Regions from separate parts of the Ovis aries genome. Here region 2 is linked to region 1. A link is a contact called in public Hi-C data. All regions are on one chromosome and are shown on one strand. The core of a region is the stretch at or near the end of the contact, and the rest is flanking DNA. Distances in the headings are between cores, read along the strand shown. Region 1 holds the start of IVNS1ABP (influenza virus NS1A binding protein). Region 2 has its middle 150 kb from the start of HMCN1.

The links. Hi-C and Micro-C count contacts between places; a contact is called where the count stands out from the background.
Region 2: a contact with region 1 is called in a Hi-C map of muscle, with 2.8 times the contacts expected there. The contact joins the enhancer-like site here to the promoter of IVNS1ABP in region 1. A contact is called at or near these places in 3 of 16 Hi-C or Micro-C datasets (blood and muscle).

The regions. Positions count from the first base shown.
Region 1 is chr12:65,712,456-65,718,872 of ARS-UI_Ramb_v3.0, reverse strand. IVNS1ABP (influenza virus NS1A binding protein) reads left to right here and starts at 2,192. Exons shown (of 14, transcript XM_060396701.1): 1 at 2,192-2,608.
Region 2 is chr12:65,992,679-65,999,268 of ARS-UI_Ramb_v3.0, reverse strand. No RefSeq gene overlaps it. Among named protein-coding and RNA genes, the nearest start is that of HMCN1, 150 kb to the left of the region's middle. Within about 2 kb of position 4,963, at least 8 of the 54 cell types and tissues checked have an H3K27ac peak or open chromatin away from gene starts, as enhancers often do.

The DNA of each region.
Region 1 (6,417 bases), core at 943-3,442:
TTTAATATCTCAAAGTATGATCTTTTTTGGAACTGGTGACTTAGTTAAGATGAGGCCATACCAGGTTAGGGTGGGCCTCTAATCCTTATAAAAAGAGGACATTTGGACACAGAGACAGGCACATGGGGGAAAGGCCATGCAAAGACTAGAGCTCTTTTGCCACAAATCAAGGAATTACCAGAAGCCAGGAGAAGGGCTTGGAACAGATCCTTCTCAGGTGCCTACAGGGGAACCAGGACCCTACAAACACTGTGACTTTAGAAGTACAGACTGTGAGACAATAAATTTCTGTTGCTTAAGCATTCAGCTTGTGGTACTTTGTTATAGAAGCCCTAGCAAACTAACACATAAGGAACAAAACACAAGTGCAACATTTACAGCAGGATCAGAGAGGAGTAGAAAGACTGCAGGGAGCCACCAATTCCTAATTTATCGTTCTCAGTGCATGACATAAAATAGAAGTCAATAGTTTTCCTTTATATTAAACACTTAAAATATATCTTGTGTAATTAAAATATTGAGTGAAATCTTATAATTGGTTACTTTACCAGGCTGAAATTGCCCACTGCTAAATTTTCATCTGGATTATACAGTAACTGGATAGATAGGTTTAAACCTGGAGTTGCCTGGAGAACAAATGGAATGCATAAATTATGTTATTATTCATACAGAAGGTACTACACAAATGTGAAATTCCACATGAGGCAAAAACGCATTGATTGATCACACTGTAGCTTTAAGAAAGTGTTGGCTGTTTCAGGTCACAAAGGCACTATTTAGAGTAAAGCGAGAGGGACCATGTGTACAGCAGGCCACAGAGTCATGTGCCTACCTGAAGAGGGCAGTTCATACTCTCTCTGGAAGGATGAAGTCTATGGTATTAAAAGAAGGTAAAAGTATGTACTCTGTTTCATTTGCAATAAAAGTGAACACTGCTGACAATTATCTGAAGACAAAAACAAGAGCCCAGTGGCAAATGTCAGTCTTTTTCTCCTCTAGAAACATAAGAACCATACTAATAGATACCTTAGGTCCTCGTTTCCACCCACAATTGAATTGGAAACAAAAGTCTCCTTGCTTCAATATTTTAGCAATAAAAGTTGTAAAGCTTCTATTGCAGATGAAGGGCCCCTATATTTTTCTGCTCCCATAAGCGTACATGAAATAGTTAATGATAACCAGTAGTAGGAAGTGATGACTGATGACGAAGAGCTCCTAGAAATATCCTCTAAGCTCAGGGATCAGATACAAACAAGGCTAGGCCTAGATGGCTTAAGTGCCCTCGCCAAATCAGGATAAGCTAACACATTAACCTGGAAGCCTTTGCCAAACTCTTATACAAGTTTACCTCACAAAATCCCCTCACCTTCAATCTAGGAAACTTTCCAGTGTGCCCTTCAGAGTCACATGAAGTTGCTGTCAAGCGTCTCCCTTCCCCTTAACAGGTTCGCCTCCTGGGGGCAAGATGGGGTGGTGGAAATAAGGCTGCTATCTGTTCTCAAGGTTACTCTCTTTCTCCAAGAGGGCAAGTCCAGCAAAGAACTGACTCAGTATCTCTGAGAGAAGAGCTGCACTCAGACAAAAAAAGATCTCAGGGACGAAAAGCAGATGTAAACAGATTTTCACAGCAACGCTGATACAATACTATGTCTTCTCTGACCTCTCCAATGGTTTTCTCAAAAGTGACCGAATCCTCTCGCCCCTCTTTGTCAGCGAGCTTCTGTTGTTCCTCACAATCACCACGTTCTCTCCCCGCACACCACCACCCACAAAGGTGACGCGGACTGGCTGCTACAGACTCTTAGGTCCACTGTGGCCAGCTCCGGTCTAGGGCGGTTGCCTATAAGGACATTTGACGCCGAAAAAACCTAATCTCCCACGTCTGATCTGTCAAGCTATTGTGCCTCCAGGGACTGCAGAACAGGTGAGGGCGCCTGGAGGGAACCAGTTCCCCAACTGTCTGAAGCGGCGAAGAGAGGGTGCGGGGCTGAGGGAAAGGAGGGCCGACGGCGCGATAAGGGAGGCGGCGCGGCCGTAGCGCCCCCCTTTCAGGGATCACCTTGCGCTGACCTAGTTGAGCTGCGCAGGACGGAACCGCATAGGGCCGGGGAGAAGGGCGGGGCGGAGGGGGCGGGGCTATAGGTGGGCGGGGCCTCGAGGGCGATATTGCTGCGCTCGCAGGTCATTTGCCGGCTCTCCAGCCGGAAGCGTCGGGGAGGCGTTGGCGGCTGTGAAGACCGCGGCGAAGGCGGTTCACGTGGTGACGTGCTAGGGGGGTGCGGCGCGCGCGGGCCGCCGCGGCGGCAGTGTCTCCGGGAAGCGCGTGGAGGTCGGTCGTTCGGGGCTGCTGTGCAGAGTTTCGCTGCCTTCGGTTCCAGCGCGGCTGTGCCAGCGAGCGAGCGAGCGAGCGAGCGGGTCTCGGCGAATTCCCGGTGCGCTCCCGGCCTCACGTACTCCGCGGGGCTGTGCGCTCGTCCCCTCCTCGCTCGGTCGCTCCCTCCTTCGCGGCCTCGAGGCGCTTTCGGTTGGGCCGATTCCCGCCCGCTTCCTCCTGCTCCCTGTTGAAGATCCAGAGATGAGTTTTTTCATCTCTTCAGAGATGAACCAGGTAATCTGCGCTGATCCCACTGACGCAGCGGGGGAGGAAGGGCAGGGTGCAGCCAGACTCCGAGCTGACGGATGGAGCGGGCGGCTGGGGTTTTAGGGTGGGAAGCGCGGAGCGGTGCGGGGTCCCCAGGGTGCAAGTCCGCAAGTCGCCGCAGCCGCTGCTCTCTGTGGAAGACGAGCCGGCGCCGCGCGGCGCTGCCGTGGTTGTCCGGTCGCGTCAGCGGCCAAAGGCGGGTGGCTGGCCGCCTCGGAGAGCGCTGCGGCCGAAGAAGCAGGGCGGGAGGGACGGGAAGTTTTGGGTTGAGAGGGTCCTCGGGGGGCCTGGGTCAAGACCTTCCGGAAGGAGGGCGCGGGAATCTCCGTTTCTGCTGTCAGGAACCCCGCCTAGTGTGTGTGTGTGGGGTGTCTGCCCGGGGTCTGGATTCTCTCCCGTGAGCCCTCGCAGGACCCGGCGACTGTGGGCGGGGAGCCGGCCCAGGGCCCAGTCGGTGCTCCCGGGTCTGGGGTAGGGTGGCACCGCGCTCCCGATCGCCGTGGGCCGCGGGGTCCTTTGTTCCCGCTCCACGTTGCCCGCTTTTCTTGCCAAGCGCGGGGAGAAGGGGGCGGGAGGAGGGAGGGAGCTGCTGCCCTGACGTGTCGGCGCTGAATGACTGCGGGCCGGGCCAATCCCGGGCGGGAGTGTGCAGACGCTGGGCGCCTTGCCTCCCGGCCTTCGGAGTGGTCTCCGGCCGGGCCGCGCGAGGATGAAGGCCTGGGACTGCAGGGCTCTCCAGACAGTCACTCTGGGGCCCTCGCCGCTTTGTTTCCCATCTCCGCCGCACCCCCGCAACCCCCGCCCCCTCGCCAAAAAAAATATCAGCAGAGAGGTTTGTTCTTTTTCCGTCGTTCTGCGCTTTTTGCGTAGCGACTGGTTGTAAGCTCATGATGATGGTAAGAAGGTATCAGGCAGTAGGATCAGATTGAGGGTTAGCCCTAGGGAAACTTGAACCACAGATACTTTAGAAATTTTACTTTTTCCCCAATACAAATTAGATCTATTGTTTGAGGCCGCTGCCGTTTCAAAAACTTTGAGGCCTATTAAAGGATTTATTTTGTTACCCAATATCTGTTGTCAGTGATGGAGGGCTGGAACACGCTGGCATCAAGCTGTTCTTTGAGGACTGTGTGTGTGGTGACCTTCTGTCCACTAGTAAATAACAACTCGGCAAGCGTAGTACTACTATAAACAGTTCAAGTGTAGCAGGGACTAGACTGAGACAATATTTTCTTCCAATTATTCTAGCACTGGTGGTTAAGGAAAAGAAAATATTGAATAGCTTTAGGCATAATCATGCTGAAACTTCTCCTGAAAGATGCTGAAGGAGCAGTCGTTATTTGTATATCAGAAGGTGAGGCGTACACTATTTAGAATTGGGTTGAGAATACCATAATTTAATACCAGCTGGCAGGCTACTTGTCAAATGTCTGTAATTTGTAGTGAGAGAAAAAACTGAACTAGCATCACTGACCTAAAAGAGACCCAGAATAATTTTCCTCTATGTTTTCCTAATATTTGAAATCTCTGTCATTAATACATATTAATTTCTTAATTTATCTTGTAGTTCTGTTTTTCCACCTCTTGCCCTCAAAACAGCATTCCAGGTTTTGTTTTCAAATTAGTGTCTTTTTGCTACTTGCTTTGGAGTGGGGTTTTGTTTTTTCTTGCTTGAAGAATGTTAGGTGGCAGTTGAATATGTTTTGCAAATAAGTGTTTTGGTTTTTTATTTTAAAATGTTTTTCTGTTGGGGAACTGTCTTAATCATTGATGTTAGACGAAGTACCCCTAAAAATCATTTCACTGACTTTTCAACGTTATGGTTGTATACTCAAATCTACAAGAAGATTGGGAATCTCCCTCTACCTTGTGCTTGGGAGTGTAAATGGAAGAATTAATGAATAAGAGAGTGATTTCTGTTTCCTGTCAGAACCACAGAAAATACATTCTTGTATTCACCGGTGAACTTTAATTTGTTGTTGCTCTTGAGTCGCCAAGTCTTGTCTGATTCTGCGACCCCATGGACTGCAGCATGCCAGGCTTCCCTGTCCTTCAGTATCTCCTGGAGTTTGCTCAGACTCATGTCCATTGAGTCAGTGACACTGTCTAACCATCTCATTCTCTGCCACCTTCAAGTAGAAATTTTAATTACCACCTTGTAAATGATTTCAAAACCTACACCTCACTATCCTTAACACTTTTGGCATCAACCTGGATGCCCAACAGGTACATCAGCCGTATAAATATCCCTAAGCAAATTCCTCTTTTCCTCCCCGACTTTAAGCATGCAGCAAACTAGAAATGTCTGTTATGCTTTTTGAGTTCTAAGTTTTATATTGAGTTTTATAATGATGCCAGATATCTTCTCTAAAATATCATTGATGCCTTAGTTAGGATAAGCAAGGGTATAATAATTTCCCATGTTTTACCCATTCCTCCAGACCACCTCCACATTTCTGCTAGTGTCTCTTGCCTCTGCTAAAAATTCTGCTCTGTTTAAATCATCTTAATGTTGATCTCTTACTTCCTCTCCTACTATTGACCATATGCATCCTGCAAACTGCAGTCTGTTGAAACAGAAATTATTGCAGTTTCTGGAATATTTGTGCTTTTCCTATCTTTCCCCCCTTTTGTGTGAAGTGTTTTCACTGCTTGGCTTGTCTGTCTTTCTGATTGGTCCGTTGTGTCATGAGCATCACATTCCAAACTGTGTCTGCCATCTGTTTGGAGCCATAAGTGTATGTGGGATGTAAGAACTACAGAACAACAGGGTTAATGGCATGGAGTGGGTGAGTGAGTTTGGTGAGTTTTGTTGTATATAGATGGATCATTTCAGATATTGGGACTCTATAACTTGTAGTTTTAAAAATATTTGTAGATTTTCTTTGTATTCAAAAGTCTGTTCTTTAAGTTGGCTACCCAACTTAAAGAACAAGCTTGTAATTCTTAAATAAGCTTGTAATTTGCCTTGAGGTTTTTTTAGGATGCTTTAAAAGTTTGATGATAACATTTTATTTCACTCTTACTGAAAGCCCAAGAATGTTGAGGGAGATCTATGGCTTTTTTTTTTTTAACATCTCTTTGATAAGACTTACCGAATTGTATTTGGGTTAAGCTAATCATTGGGGAGCTTTGGTAACATGTGAACTCCTGGGTTTTACTAAAGTAGTTTAATTATTTATATATGAGTCGTCTGTCTCTCTTTCCTTGCACTGACCAAATTAAAAAAGTGAAGTGTATTTACCAGAATATATTGTACTTGACTTCAGTTTTCATTTTAAAAGTGGATTTGTCAAATGTATTTTTAAAATATCAAATAAAATTCTAACTTTTATACTTTTCTATAAGCCTGGGATGTTGGAGCTTTTGCCTTGGCTTTTCAAATATTAAAAAAAAAAAAAATTCTCCCCACATATTTGTTCCATCGAGTTTCATAGACCAGATGAAGATCTATGAATTTTTGGAAAGGCTTAAAACTTAATTTGCCCTTGCTGACTTCAGTGAGAGTGAATGTGAACTTTGAAAGACATGGTTTTTTGTAGGCAGAAGTTGATATGACCTCCTCCAATTTGGAGGTGGGTGAAAGAAGGGGCACACAGTAAGTGAGGCCGCAGTAATTAAGTTTGTTGCATTAATTTAAATGTCAGGTGAACTTGAGTTAGCTTTTGAAATCAAGTAGGGTTGTACTAATCAGCAGACATCAAAGAGATGAGGTTCATATTGAGACCTTGCTTTACTAGAAAATCACCTAGTCCTACCCTGGTGGCTCGGATGGT
Region 2 (6,590 bases), core at 3,714-6,213, 280 kb before region 1:
CAGCTATTTGGTTAATGATTAATGTTGATAAATGTATCACTTTATATTGTATGACTCCCACTCAGATAAAAATTTCTGCTCTTTCCTTTGATCCCAACTCACTACGACCCTATTAACTTATGATTCAGAAATTCCTGTCTCCACTTTCTCACTCAAATATTGATTCTTCAACCTGCTTCAGTATGTCCAGCCTTATTACTCTACTGACCTCCATTTTACTAATTTCAATAGATACTTTTTTGTCTTCATCTTTCTAAACATTCCAGTGGCATTTCATGCATATTACCACCTCTTTCTTCTGAAAACTGTCTCTTCTCCTGGCTTCCATGACACTATGAATTCCTAGAATTTATTCAGAATTACTCGCTGCTTTTAGTTTCTTTTGCCAAATACTTCCCAGTTCCTTGGAGTGTAAGAATCTTGGGAATTTTTTCCCAGCCATTTGCTCTTCTCTAGCTATACTTTTACCTTAGTTATCTCATTCAGTCCAATGAGTTTTAAGGATACCCATGTGTAGATACCCAAACTTGTATCTACAGCCCTAACCACCCTACCCCCAAACTCCAGACTCATATTCCCAACTGCCTACTAGACAACTCTGAATGTTTAATAAAATTTCAAACTCAAAAAATCTAAAATGCTACTTCCCTCCCAACAACAACAACAGAATCTAGGTAGTCTTCCAGTTTTCACTACCTCAATAGGTTTTATTACCAATTATCCATTGCTCACAACAAAAGTTCAGAGCACTCTTAGATTCTTCTCTTTTCATCACTTTCTCATACCTAATCTCTCCAAGTCTTATAAAAACTCTAACTTCTTAATATTTTCAGATCTGTGCACCTATTTCTATATCCACTCCTGGCACCCCACTTTAAGAAATGTTTGAAGGTCAGACTCTGGAGCTCCTTCCCTTACTAGCTGTATGGGCAAGTCATTTAACTTCTCTGTGCCTAGTTTCCTCATCTATAAAATGGTCTATCTTATAGGATTTATAGGGTTGTGAAAATTAATCAGTCAATATACATAGACTACTCACAAAAAAATGTAAGATTTAGATTAGGACCAGGTAGCTCTTTTTTTTATTTTGCTTAAACTGAAAAAATTAACATTATTCTGAAGATCTTAACAGAATCCAGAGTCTACACAAAATATTATCCATATGTCCAGGATACAATCCAAAATTACTTTATACACAAAGAAACAGAAAAATACAAACAAAATTCAAAAGGGAAGGCAATCAATGGAGACCGATCCTGAAATGAACCAGATACTCAAATTAATAGACAATGATTTTAAAGTAGCTATTACAATTCACATAATATTACAATGAAAAATATCTACATAATGAACATTATGTGTGGATCACAACAAACTGTGGAAAATTCTTAAAGAGATAGGAATACCAGACCACCTTATCTGCCTCCTGAGAAATCTGTATGCAGGTCAAGAAGCAATAGTTAAAACCAAACATAGAACAACATACTGGTTCAAAATTGGGAAAGGATGGCATCAAGGCTGCATATTGTCATTCTGTTCATTTAACTTATATTCAGAGTACATCATGGAGAAGGCAATGGCACCCCACTCCAGTACTCTTGCCTAGAAAATCCCATGGATGGAGGAGCCTGGTAGGCTGAGGTCCATGGGGTCGCTAAGAGTCAGACACGACTGAGCGACTTCACTTTCACTTTTCACTTTCATGCATTGGAGAAGGAAATGGCAACCCACTCCAGTGTTCTTCCCTGGAGAATCCCAGGGACAGGGGAGCCTGGTGGGCTGACATCTATGGGGTCACACAGAGTGACTTAGCAGCAGCAGAGTACATCATGAGAAATGCGAGGCTGGATGAAGTACAAGCTGGAATCAAGGTTGCCGGGAGAAATATCAATAACCTCAGATATGCAGATAGCAAAGAGGAACTAAAGAGCCTCTTGATGAAAGTGAAAGAGGAGAGTGAAAAAGTTGGCTTAAAACTCAACATTCAAAAAACGAAGGTCATGGCATCCAGTCCCATCATTTCATGGCAAATAGATGGGGAAACAATGGAAACAGTGAGAGACTATTTTCTTGGGCTCCAAAATCACTGTGGATGATGACTGCAGCCATGAGATTAAAAGATGCTTACTCCTTGGAAGAAAAGCTATGACAAACCTAGAGAGTGTATTACAAAGCAGAGACATTACTTTGTCGACATAGTCAGAGCTATGGTTTTTCCAGGAGTCACGTATGGATGTGAGAGTTGGACCATAAAGAAGGCTGAGCACTGAAGAATTGATGCTTTTGAACAGTGGTCTTGGAGAAGACTCTTGAGAGTTGCTTGGACAGCAAGGAGATCAAACCAGTCAGTCCTAAAGGAAATCAGTCCTGAATATTCACTGGAAAGACTGATGCTGAAGTTCCAATACTTTGGCCACCTAATGCGAAGAGCTGACTCATTGGAAAAGACCCTGATGCTGGGAAAGACTGAGGGCAGGAGGAGAAGGGGACGACAGAGGATGAGATGATTGGATGGTATCACTGACTCAATGGACATGAGTTTGAGCTAGTTCTGGGAGAGAGTGAAGGACAGGGAAGCCTGGCATGCTGCAGTCCATGGGGTTGCAAAGAGTTGGACATGACTGAGTGACTTAACAACAAATGAATAAAAAAAGAACAACACAGGAAAATCTGGCAGAGAAACATAAACTAACAGAATCCCGAAAGAAGTTTTCAAACTGAAAAATAAACAACTGTGAAGTTTTAAAATCACTGAATGTAATTAATAGCAGATTGAAGATGACAAACCTAAGTGAACTTGAAGATAGTTCAGTAGATTATCCATTCTGAATAAAACAGAGGGAAAAAAGATTGAAAAATGTTTACGAAGCCTTGGCGACCTATGAAATAATATTAAAAGTCTCATAAAATATGACTGGGATCCCCAAAGAAAAGGGCATACACAGTTATACTTATTTGACAAATGAATCAAAGAGTATATTTAAATTTATGCATTACAAATATGTATGTTTTATCACAAAGGAAAAAAGGAATCATAAAAAAATATGGCTTCTGAGTTAAGTTTATTCATGCTTCTGTGCTTATGAGTTGTGTATGCACTTACTTTGAAATGCATCAAAAAAATAAGATGGCCTGATAGAGCAAAGATTAGGGGAACACATATGTGACAAAGCAAGAATAGTAAAAGGTTAATTTTAGAATCTTTGAGGTAGGTATATAGTGCAACACTATAATTTTTTCTAGTTTTCTGCATTTTTATAATAAAGTGATGGAAATACAAACATTAAGCAAAACATTTTCAGTGTCTTTTTTATCCAAATCTTACCGAAAATAATTATAAAAAAATTTCTAGGGACTTTCTTCATGGTCCTATGGTTAAGAATCTGCCTTGTAATGCAGGGGACACAGGTTGGATCCCTGGTGAGCAACTAAGATCCCACATGCCTCAGAGCAACTAAGCCCGTGAGCCACAACTACAGAGCCCATGTACCCCAACTAGAGAGTCTGCGCACTGCAAGGAAAGACGCTGCCATGATGCCGTGAAGATCCTGCCTGCCACAGCTAAGACCTGACACGGCCAAATAAACATCTGTTTAAAGAACGTAAGCGCTCTAGACACATTATTTATTATTTGAGCTACTTTTACCTTTTCTGGATCATTGTAATAGTCTCCTAGCTGATCTCTTCACTTTCTCCCTCTCAATTCATTCTTCATTTAGCAGCCAGAATGACACTATAAATATGTAAATCTGGACATGTAGATTCTGTTGTTTAAAATACGTTAATGGTTTCTCTTGCTCTTAGAATAAAATGTAACCTCCTGTTAGCCTACAAGGCCTGCCTCCATGGAGTGTCTGTTATTTGACCACCAGGCTCTTTCCCATTGGCAGGCTTTGTGTGTGCTGTCCCATCTGCCTGTAATGACTTTCCCCCAGCCCTTTAGTGACTGACCAATTTTCACTCTTTAGCTCCATCTCATGATCATTTTTATTTCCTTCATAGCACTTGTCACAATTTGTCATTACCTAGTTTTCTATTTATTTGTGTATCATCTATATTCTCAGCTAGAGCTCATAAAAGTAAAAGACTTCATTCGTGTTCCTTGTTGTCTTCCTGTCTCTGATTAGACATTACATATTTTGCCTGATAGCTCAAATTTACTGAACTGCAAATCTATGACTCAAACCCAGTTGTCACGTGGTTTCTCTCATGATACCAATTGGATAGGGAGATACTACACTGCATGATTTCTATCCTCCTAACTCTTGGAATTTACCTAGAGTGTCAAGTCTGCTGCTGCTGCTGCTGCTGCTAAGTCTAGAAAAGATCAAACACAGAATCCAAGTGACAATTAGTTCCAAGCTTCAGAAAACTCCCCACACTTCATGCTTCTCCTTTGAGAATTTTTCCATATTTTCCTTTGAGAATCCAGACTCAGCATCATAAGGATTTATCATGTCCTTGACATGGAATGATTTACGCTATTTCGCTCCCTATATCTCTCTATTCCCTACTATTGCTACACCATTCTAACCACCTATGTCCTTTGTCAAGACTATGACAATCAGGGACTTCCTTGGTGTCCCTGTGGCTAAGACTCTCTGCTCCCAATGCAGGGGGCCTAGGTTCGAGCCCTGGTCAAGGAACTAGATCCTGCATGGCAAATTTTAAAAAAAGACTAGAAAAATCAAGTAGCCCCCCTTGTTATCTGCACTGCAGCCAAGATATCCTTGTGAAACAGAAATCTAATTGTGCTCTTTCCTTACTCCAAACCTACAGCTGTCTTGGATGAAATCCAGTTTCAGTAGCCTCTCTTTCAAGACTCCTCAGAAGAGGTAGGTAGACACCTCTCAACCTCTGCAAGTCCGTTTCTTGTTACTTCTCTCCCTGAACTTTAACATTTCAGTTCTTTGAACGCCCATGACTCTCTCTCCCTGTTGACTAATTCTCTTGTCCAGAGCATGGCGCTACCTGCTTTTTGATTGACTTCCTCCTGCTCAGCCTCAGGTTTCAGCTCAGGCATCGCTTCCTCTGTGAGGGCTTCTCTCACACCCTCCCCCACCTCACCACCACAGCTCATGTGTTTACACTGCAGGTTCCCACGCTCTTGTTTTCTTCCTCTACCATAACACTTCTTATATTATTTATATTTTCTTTTAAAATTGTCTTCCTTTACTGTTCTATAATAAGCTTCCTGAAGCCAGAAATCCTATCTATCCTATCCTGTCTTCCTATTATATGCCCAATGACTTGTACATGCTAAATGGTTAGTGAATATTTATTGGCTAGCTGGCTGGCTGGCTGGACAGAAAGACAGGTCACAGTACTTGGAAATGTCTCCAAAATAATCATACAAACTCCAGCTGGATTGCTCCACTTATAGATAGGAAATCATAGTCAGAAGGCAGAGGTTGACTGGTGGCAGACATTGGTGGACAGAGGGGAGCTGCCCCATTTTGGTTGCAATGTCCAATCCAAATAATAGCTAGCCAGTTTCTTCTAATTGAGAGAGTTTACATGGTTATTTTGGAGAACCAATTGCTACAAAGAACAGACAGACATTCTACTAAGGTTTCAAGTTTCAACTAATAATTCAGAAGGATAAAGGGCAAGAGACCAGGAACATTTTAAAAAAATCAATTTCAAAGACTCTCACATAGCAACAGTAGAAATTCATTGTGTGTGTGTGTGTGTGTGTGTGCACACGCTCAGTCACTCAGTCATGTCTGACTCTTTGCAAACCCATGGACTGCAGCCTGCCAGGTTCCTCTGTCCTTGGGATTCTCCAGGCAAGAATACTGGAGCAGGTTGGCATTTCCTCCTCCAGGACATCTTCCTGACCCAGGATCGAACCCACGTATCTTGCATCTCCTGCATTGGCAGGTGGATACTTTGCACCACCTGGGAAGCCCCTAGTAATTCAGAATCAGGTATATTTGCCTGCCATTATTTATAGGGGACTAATTTTATGTAGGGTGTCTTGAGTTACACAGCTTTTGCTGTACTTTTCACAATCCCCACTCAGAATTCTGACCTAGTTTGCCTCCTAACTGCTGCTCATCAAAGCAGGTAGTTTCCAGGATTGATGGCAGCCTTGAGAAGACAGGCAGAGAGCATGTTATGATCAACAATACAAGCATCTTTAAAAAAAAAAAAAAAAGCACAGTACAAACTCTCCTCCTTGGAAGAGCTATTTCTAAGTTTTTCTTCCCTACTGCCAAAGAAAAAATATAATCATAATGGAGTCATTATAAATTTGAGAGTTGGGACCTTATGACATATATTAGTCTCTTGTCATGACCAGCATCCCAGTGACAAAATTTCTGTGCAAGTACAAGCTATGGCAGTTCTCAGACTTTCGCTAAATGTTCAGTCAACCTCCTGACACTCTCTTCAAGGACCTGGTTAATGAAAACAAGGTCCCTAACTGAAAACACAGTTTTAATATTTACTTTCCAGGAAACTGTAAAGATACCATAAACAAACTCTAATCCCCTCTAATGTTTGCATAACTATCAACCTTCTGCAATTATCAGTCCTTTTCAGTTTTAAAATTTCACAGGTATAGCACCAAGTTCTCAATGGCTGAA